Regions from separate parts of the Mus musculus genome. Here region 1 is linked to region 2. A link is a contact called in public Micro-C data. All regions are on one chromosome and are shown on one strand. The core of a region is the stretch at or near the end of the contact, and the rest is flanking DNA. Distances in the headings are between cores, read along the strand shown. Region 1 has its middle 50 kb from the start of Gm30041. Region 2 has its middle 11 kb from the start of Gm29862.

What was found. Hi-C and Micro-C count contacts between places; a contact is called where the count stands out from the background.
Region 1: a Micro-C map of embryonic fibroblasts shows a contact between it and region 2, with 3 times the contacts expected there. The contact joins two enhancer-like sites. A contact is called at or near these places in 5 of 484 Hi-C or Micro-C datasets (adipose-derived mesenchymal stem cells, embryonic fibroblasts, nephron progenitors and 1 more), 4 of 115 datasets of contacts at active chromatin or transcription factors (craniofacial prominence, embryonic limb bud, embryonic stem cells and 1 more) and 1 of 9 other capture datasets (embryonic stem cells).

Annotation. Positions count from the first base shown.
Region 1 is chr10:126,141,279-126,146,040 of GRCm38.p6, forward strand. No RefSeq gene overlaps it. Among named protein-coding and RNA genes, the nearest start is that of Gm30041, 50 kb to the left of the region's middle. Within about 2 kb of position 3,068, at least 38 of the 459 cell types and tissues checked have an H3K27ac peak or open chromatin away from gene starts, as enhancers often do. A contact at or near this core is called in embryonic fibroblasts and nephron progenitors, where this site is marked.
Region 2 is chr10:125,783,224-125,787,569 of GRCm38.p6, forward strand. No RefSeq gene overlaps it. Among named protein-coding and RNA genes, the nearest start is that of Gm29862, 11 kb to the left of the region's middle. Within about 2 kb of position 2,333, at least 76 of the 459 cell types and tissues checked have an H3K27ac peak or open chromatin away from gene starts, as enhancers often do. A contact at or near this core is called in embryonic fibroblasts and nephron progenitors, where this site is marked.

The DNA of each region.
Region 1 (4,762 bases), core at 1,818-4,317, 360 kb after region 2:
TTAGAATCTATTTTTTTCTTCATGTACCAAGCATTCATTCTGTTTACTAAGGTTTGAAAATAAAATCTAAAAATTCATTGAACCTCAGTTTAAAACATGGCCATTAAGGCAACGGCAGCAGAAATCTTCAAAGTATATTCCCGAGGAACAATCTCTACTTTCGCACTTAGCTACCTCACTATTCTAGGCTGGACATTCATTTCTGTCATGATAGAAGGGAGAAGACATAAGCAATGCCCTACTCTACACGTTCTTGCCTGTGTTTCTGGGAAACAGAAATCCCAGCATCCCAGCATCACTCAGGATGGGATATTCAATGCCAGATGTGTTTCAGGTTTGTTGTATGTCAAAGATTCCATGACAATACAATTTATCTCCTGGCACAGAGGACCTTGGGGAAAGAAATGAAAACTCTGGTGTATCTGGCAGACCAGGAACTTTCTAGACTCTATCCAAAGTCCCCTGAGTCAGAAACTGTGGTGGGTGTCCTGGGAACGGAGCCATGTAAACTTTTGTGGGTTAGAGACTGCGCCTTGCTGTCATTTTTATTCCCGGTGCTAAGCACAAATCTTGGGACAGAGCAGACATTCAATACCGATTTGCTAAATTCAATCATTCCACAAATATTTGAGTTCCTTCTACGGGCCAGATGTTGTTCCAGGCACTTGTATCCAAGAACAAAAACGGGCAAAAGTTCTGATTTTTCGGAACGTGGAAGCGGAAGGGAGAGCAATTAAACTGTAACAACGGGGCAAACTAAACAGCAAGGTAAGAGCTCAACAGCTGCAGGGGGAGAAGCTGTGAGGGATGAAGGTGAGGGGAGCCACGTGCAGCAGGAGCCCTCATGCAGCAGCTTTGTTAATTCAGTTCCAGGGTAGGTTTCCCCTGAAAAGGTAGCTTTTGAAAAGTGAGGAAAACAGACTACAGGATATCTAGCAACAAACTTCAGACTACTCGGGCAAAAGAGGGTTGTGCCTGGCACATCTGACTATACAAAAGACTCTCCCAAGCCTGGGCCAGAGAACAAGCCAATATTGTGGAACTCTGCCCTCTGGGAGTGAGGTGGCCACGGCCCTCTAAAAATCCTACAAATCGGTGTATTCGGGGTTACCCTACAAACCCTCAGGAGACCAGCACCATTGGTGTCCCCTCACAGAAGGAAAGGAGAGGGCTCAACCAAACCCTCAACTGAGAGTCCGGGGCACTTCTCCTCTCTCTGGCTCCCTGCACAAGTGGTGCTTGGTCTAAGGCTTCTAGAGGACTTAGGGTATAGACTGATGTCGGGGCTCCATCTTTGGTACTGTGGGGGGCACCAAACGCTGGCGCGATGGTTGTGCTTTTTGGTTATGCCTGGGACTGAGTCACTTGTGCTCCTAATTCGTTGATTTACCAAGCTGGGACTTTATATTTCTTCCCATCTCCCCGGGAAAAGAAAAGGGAGCAGGGTAAAAGCTCTAAGTCAGCTCTGCAAGCCAAGAATTCCTTCCTTTTATTGTGCATCGTCTCAAGCTCCAGGGAACATCAGAAAAATCAGTTCTGTGAATACAAGACCCAGAAACAACTGGATCCGTAGGACAGCTGCCCTCGCGTTCACTCTCTCCAGTTTTAAAGCGGCTTCGCAATGCACAGGGTTCAGCACATCGGCGTGCTCTGTGATTCCAGCACAAATTCTTCCTCTGGGATGAGCTATTAATCTGCAGGAGACTCGGCCGTGTCCGGGAATATCACTCAGTGTGATCAGTTTATATAAATTCCTCTAGCTGTACAAAAGCTGGTGCCAAACAATCAAATAAGCCAAAACACTAGAAGAACGAAAGCAAAACCACATACAAAAATATCAAATATAATAACTGCAAAGAGTCAGAGTTTGAGAACATGGTTAACAGACAGGCAGAAAGTAAGCACGGTTGATGTTTTTTAGGCTGTCCCCTCCAGCCCCCTGGGAAATCATTTCAGACTATTTCAGAACCTATACATATTTTCACACTATGTGCAGTTGTGAATTTTTATAGTTTGTGGTACTATAATTGCGTTAGAATTACTGAAGTTGCACCTGAACTGTGGTATATTCATAAGAATCACCTTTTGATATTTGGCACTAGCTTATTGAAGGAACTCAGCTACATTTTTTTTTTAATTCTCTGAGCTTCAATTTTTGAGGATACAGTTCAAAAGTAGTTTGGACTATTTTGCAAACATAATCACTCGTGTTTATTTCACTTACACCAGTCTCTCCGCGGTCTTCACTTTGTTCTCTGTCCATGAGCAGTATCCTCCAGTATTTAAATAACCTTATTTAAATATTTACACAGCCTGCATCCTCATAAAATAATTTCTTGATGGTACTGAGCCAAGGAAGTGTACCAGTTTGACCAACTGTAAAGCCATCTACATCATTATAATATGTATAAAATGATCGTAAATATGTAACCGTGAAACCTGTTGTCCTGCATTAATTATCCTACACATTATTAATCTCATTGCACTATGTTAATACAATAAATATTATATAACAGTGAGTACATACACCTTGTGTATTTGAAGCTTACGTGTTGTCAGAATTACTGGTAATTCTGGAAAAACGTACCACCCAAACTCCACATTCATAATAAGAACGCATCTTGTTTCTTTTATGTGTTTTGGATTTCGGCTACCGGCCCTGAGAACTTCCTAAATGAGAGGTAGGAACTCTGGCAGAGGGAGCAGACACAGGGAGTCTCCGCAGTCTGGAGCTGGCCGCACAACCTGTGGAGTCAGAGTTTCCTGAGCATGCGCAGTTCATCAGCTGTGCCTGGCGAAGCTCCTGTGTGATACACCAGCTTTTAACTTACAAACACTATGAGGTCAGAGAAGACTGTGGACAAAAACAAAGAATCTTAATAACGACATTTTAAAATGCTAGTTTTAAAGGTGACCTTTTAAAATGAAACTGATTTATTTATATCCGACAGATTGGTCGATCTCATAGAAATCAAGGTTTTAGAAGACAGACTGCAGGCTGCTGGTTTGAAACTTAGGCTGTTGGTGGTGGGGATGCGGTGCATGGCTGCTAGAGCAGCAGAGAAATTTTCTTTGAGGGTGTAGTCAATGTTGCAGGCTGCTCCACTAAATAACGCCATCCGTGTTCATGAAAGCAACCCTAATTAAACTCAGTGGATCACAAACAAGCAGAACAAACAGATAAACACACGTGAAAATTGGAGTGGAGTTTGTCACGGAGAAAGATGGATGAGAAGGGGCCATGAGGTGAAATGACTGACTGGCGGTATTATATACACAAGTGCGATTTTCAAAGAATAATCAGTTTTTAAATAATGACAGCAGATCCAGGAGACAATGTTTTCTTTCTTAGGGGCTGCTCTTCCCACCCTTCTAGGAACTCCTACATCCCCACTCTTTCTCCTTTCTCTTCCCCCTTTCCACAGGATATGTATGGCTTTCCTCGCTTCCCATGACTTCTCTCCTCTTCCCTTTCCCCCTGGCCACCATTCTCTGCACCACAGCATCGCTCACTCCCTTAAATGACCGTCCTGCTCTCTCTTGCTCGCTTTCGTTTGCTTATATGAAAATGCCTCTTGGCAAAGTCTCTCCTCCAGATACCCCCGGCCCTCGCGCAAAATGCCTGGAAAATTAATTCCATGTACATTTTAGGAAATATCGCTCACAGCTGCATTTTTCCATTAGAAATGGTTTCAAAGGCTACAGAAAGAAACCACAGCCAAATGAGGCAAAGTTTAAGTGAGAAAACATGTGCGGACCATTAAGCCGAGTGACAGGAAAGAGGTTACATTTCCAGAGCTACGGAGTTCTGCAAATGCCCTTCAAGCAAACAAGAGCATTTTTTTTAAAACTTAAAAAAGAATCAGACTGTCAAGGCAGAATTTACAAAAATAAAATTCACATTTAGACTGAAGGATAATTAAGGCTCAACTTCGTAAGCAACTCGTAATCAGGGGCCACATATATGAAAGTAACTTGAGGAGTGTGCTAACGATGAAAGAGAGTGCACCAATAGTTCACCTCATGAATTACGATGACCCTTTTGACTGACATAGATGTCACTCCCCATTTTCTGATTTTTTAACATGTCATCTATATACACATAATAACAAGATTAATAGCAGTGAACTATTGAAGCATTACCTAATCTACTGTGTTTGAGAAGAAATAATAGAAAAAACAGCTCTTTTTACAGCATTCCCAGTTTCAGAAGAATCTGCATACATAGTCTTGTTCCATAGGGGGCTAGCACTGTGTGTCTTTGAGAGAAATGAAGTGGCGTGCTCTGTTGCTTAAATACCTTGAAAAGAAAGTGGGATGTAGACAGGGTTTGGCTGTGATAGTAAGCGGCCATTTTGACTTTGTGAGGCTGAATGTCCATTGTAACCATGGGTTTTCTAAATCAATCATGAAGGACCTGATGTGAAATATTAACTCGATGGCCAAGGATGTCTATGAGTTAGAAAGACCTCTAAGAGGAGGGGTAACAGGGAAAATTGGAGGCTTAATTTACCCCGTGGCTGACATCTTGCTTCTCTGCCACCCTACAAAGGTCAGCTCTGAAACACAGCTTGGTTTAGAGGAGCCATTGCAAACTCCACCTACCAGCCAGTCAGCTGACTTGGAAACTGATGACAGCTCAGGGGACAGCTCAGGGGAGCATTTCCTCAGCAGTGGCTTCTGCTGAGAGAGCTCCATTACAACTGTGTCCTGAAATGCCACAGGGCTGGAGATGTTGAGTCAGGCTCCAGTAGCAATATAT
Region 2 (4,346 bases), core at 1,083-3,582:
GAGGGAGCCTCAATTGAGAAAGTGCCTCCACCAAACTGGCTGTGTGCAAGCCTGTGGCTCATTTTCTTGACTGGTGATTTTGATGTGGAAGAGCCCAGCTCACTGTGGGGTGGGTGGTGCCACCCTTGGGATGCTGGTCTGGAGTGCTATGAGATGGCAGGCTGAGGAAGCCATCACAGGAGCAAGCCAGTAAGCAGCCCTCCTCCATAGATTCTCCTTCACTTTCTGCCTTGGGTTCCTGCCCTGGCTTCCCTGGATGCTGATGCACAACCTGAGAGTCATAAGCTGGAATAAACCCTTTCCTTTCCAAGTTATTTTTTGTCATTGTGATTTACCAAAGCAATAGAAATGATTTCTAAGGTTTTAAGACAGACTTCATTAAACACAACATCTAAAAAGAATTCATTAGCTCACTGCATATGCCATGCAAGTTTCAACCTCGTCATTATTTAATGTAATTAAAGACATGGGAATCTACATTAATAGATGAGAGTGAAGCCACTAACCTCATGCAGAGAGTCCCCATGAGCTGTCTTCGTGTGGCTAGGAAGGAATATGTTTAGGATTTGCCTCTAATTTCCAAACACCAAGCTACTGTGTAATTCTTCACATTAGTGAGTTGGGAGATGTACCCCCGAGTGGTAGAGTGCTGTCTTTGCACTCCTTTCAATACCCAGAAATCAGAAAAAGAACCCCAAAACAAAAAGTTCACACTCAGACACATATACACCATGCCAAGGTAAGTGAACAGGCATGTACACACTCATGGGACACTCGTGTACACAAAACAAACTTTAGCTAGTTTCTTTCAGAATGTATTAAAACCATGAAAACTTCCAAAAATATGATTAATGTTTGTTGCCTTGCCCTGTACTGCCTGTGGCCCGACCCTACCTGCCCTTGGGGGTTGGAGGTGAAGTGACTTTGAGTCAAAGGCACAGACTCCAGAAGCAGGTGAGAAACTCATTTGAATGCCTCTGCAAGCTCCTTTAATACCTTCCAGTAGGGCTCCATTGGTCCCAAGAAAGCATCTCTTCTAAACAGCAGCTCCCAATTGACTGGTATTGCTGCCTGCTTCAGCAATCCTTGATCTCCAGGCAGCCTTCAATTGGGTCCTCCTGCAGGAGATGCCTTTGCAGCTGGCATTTATGCAGAGGCCGCACTGTTCCTCCTACAAATGATAAATCCATGGAAAGTCTGAATTGGAATAAATGCACTGAGAAGTCCTGACAATCTTTTGCAATGTATTTTAAAACATTGCCCAAGAAAGGACTCTTGCATTCATACCACATGATCCAGTAAAGTGAGGTAGGCCTTATGAAAAAAGGGGAATACTGACCACCACATCCCAGATGCTTGGTGCTTTTATTGGTCCCAGCTAAGGGTCTTCTCCATTCCTTCTTGAGAAGTTACTAAAGCATGAAGACATGATCTACCGTATTTGTTCATAAACAATTGTATGATCTTTCTACTACATGTGACCATCTCTATCAAGGCTCTAGTGTTTGAACAAAGTACGTTGCTATTTAAGTATAGAATGCATTAGACAACTCACGTAGCCCATATAGAGGATGCTTACTTACCATCTCCACAGCCACAGAGATAACTGAACCTATCTGTGAAATTTAAGAAGAATGGCAATGACCTTAAGAACTAAATTTTATTTTTTTTTTAACAGACTAAAGAAAGATACATTTTCAGGTTTATTATCTCTGTGGGCATTTGTGATGTTTACAGAGGACCAATGACCAGGAGGTGGGGGAGGGGGCAAGTGTGAGTTTCTATATCACTAACCCCAGTAAGGGTGCTACACCCTAGCACAGCTGACAGGAGGGGGCATTGTTGCTCTGTGGAATTCATGTACTAGGTCACCATCAATGCTAATGGGAAAGGGGTCTGTGTTTAACTCAGGCTATAACAAAAATACAAAACTCTTTATGCAGCAGAATAGCTCTAGTAAAAAGGCAGGTCGACTCCAAAGCTATTGTGTGCAGCTTTTCTCAACGGCTTTAAGATGGCAGCCAGACTTTTGACACCTTAAATTTGATTTGGTGGTAGGTAAACTTCATTTTTTCCATGGGCATCTCCCCTGGGAAGTTGTCTTCTGAAATGCAAAAGCAAAACCTCTGCTTTGGGAAGTTTACAACCATGATGAATTCATTTTTACTCCTCTTGGATAGTATTCACAGCGGGGAGAGTTGCAGACAAGACGAACAAAAATAAAATATCCCAAGACAAGCAGTTTCAGTGATGTGGTTCCAACACCGAGCCTGCCAGAGATCTCATGGCAAGTCCCATTACTGAGATACCTCCTGCCCGGAGGAGTTTGGAAATATACGTGCACACGCTGTTGGCTCCGAGCCTCTGCTGACGTTCCTCTCGCCCTCTCTGACACCCCTCCACCCCCAGCTTAGCAGTTTAATCAAATCTATCAGAAGAGACAGCTGTGGTTCCATTTTCATTCTGGAGATAATGAGCCGGAGTCTGTGAGCTCTCCTCCAAGCCACCTCCCAGACAGACACCTCATACACTGACAGACCGGCCTCCTGGCCAGCTGTTTCTCACTATTTGAAGCTGATTAGACCTGCAGCCTTTGAGGGCTAATAGCCGCTCTTAGCATTTTGAGAGGGCCACAACTTGAAATAGCCTCCTCCCTTTGGTGGTTCCCACAGCTCTTCACTGAACCATCCAGGAAATGTAAACAGGACACTACTTCACACTCCTGAGAGCCTGCGATGTTAACTTGTTTGCCCGACACTCACTGAGTAGCTTAATTAATTATCTGTGGGTGGCAGATTACATGAAGTCACCCTAGCCCATTAAGTATGCATTTCCTGCATCTAAGTATATTATGAAAACATGGCCGTGTTTTCTTCTGGAGTTCAGAGTGTTTAGAGAGCCTGTCTTGTTCTTTAAGGCCTGGCTGCTTCGTATTTACGTTAGACTGATCGAATTTCAAATGTGAAAGTAAAGATAAAGTACCTGAAAACGTTAAATCCAAGCCATGCGTCATTTGAACAAACTTCTGACAGACACAGAGGACTTGCTAGGGCCTTCCCCACACCCCCAAGGCCACAGAGGATCCCTGTGTGTTCACCCTCCTGGGCTCCTTGCAAAGAGAATTCTTTGTGCATTACGAAACCTTCAGACGAGGTTCCTGTGGGCCCCACCTGTGGCTGAAAACACTTAATTTGGGGTCTGAGTTCCTTTAAGAGACACTGCAATGCCCTGTCTGCCATCTCTCCCCCTACCTCGGTACTTATTTTCAGTTACATCTCAAAGATTAACAAACTGATGGCGATTAAGTTCTCAATAGGTGCTTCGTTGTTAGACTCCGTAGAAGAAAGCTCAAGGAGTCTTTCTAGGACAAAAACATCGAGAAAGCAAAAAATGTCCTTCATGCCTGCTAATAATTTTCTCTGTTCTGCACATATGTTTCAGACCACAGGAGTGGGGTGGAGTTAAGCTACAATACTATCCTTATTTTGGAGAAGGGAGGGGTCCCAGCTAAGCTATTCTAGTGGGAATTAACAGAGAGAGACAGAGAGAGACACATGACCGAGAGATTTTTGGTGTGTTTTTAGTTTCTAATTGTACATGTATTTCTGGCTTTTTTTAAGGAAGGACAGAGCTATAGGAGATCTGGAATCAGAACCTAAAGTGACCTACATAAAAGCAACGCTCTGATTCCCTAATTAAACCAAGCTGCGGCTGCGGGCTCTGCAAATAGCTGCCAAAAATTCATCCATTCAATCTTCCGCTTATCCTCCAGGAATGCAGAGGGGCGGGGAAGGGGGCGGCGGGGAAGCAGAGGCCGGGGATTGTCCTAGCTCATGTATTTGCTCTCCGGTGAGGGGGTCCTGCGTTCCCGGAGCACAGTCGCCTGGGGTTGGAAAGGATCGCGTGGGGGAGGGGGCTGGGAGGCAGGGGACCAGAAGGGGGATAAAGAGAAAAACAGACTAAATGTTTTAACAGCTGCCCTATTTTTCTTCACCTATTTTGCCCAGGGATCTGGTTTCCTTCTGGGAGGAGGGCTCTCCCTGGGTCCAGGCTCGCTCCGCAGGGCCTGTTTACTCGGAGAACCACAGTCCTCTTTCTCACCTTGTTTAAGTCTTTACTTTTGAGGGAACTCAGAGCAGGAAGAAGAAACTGGAATGGTTGCTGAGCTCCGAATTTTAAGTAGAAACTGGGAACAAAGTAAAGTAAAATAAAATCTGGCCCTCCCCACCCCCCCGCACCCAGTCTCCTCCTGCCAGTGCTTCTTGGACAAGAAAAACTGTTCTTCAGCGAAGATGGTCCCTCATTCTCTCATTCTCACATAACTTCCTTTAGCTGAGCGTTGCAGA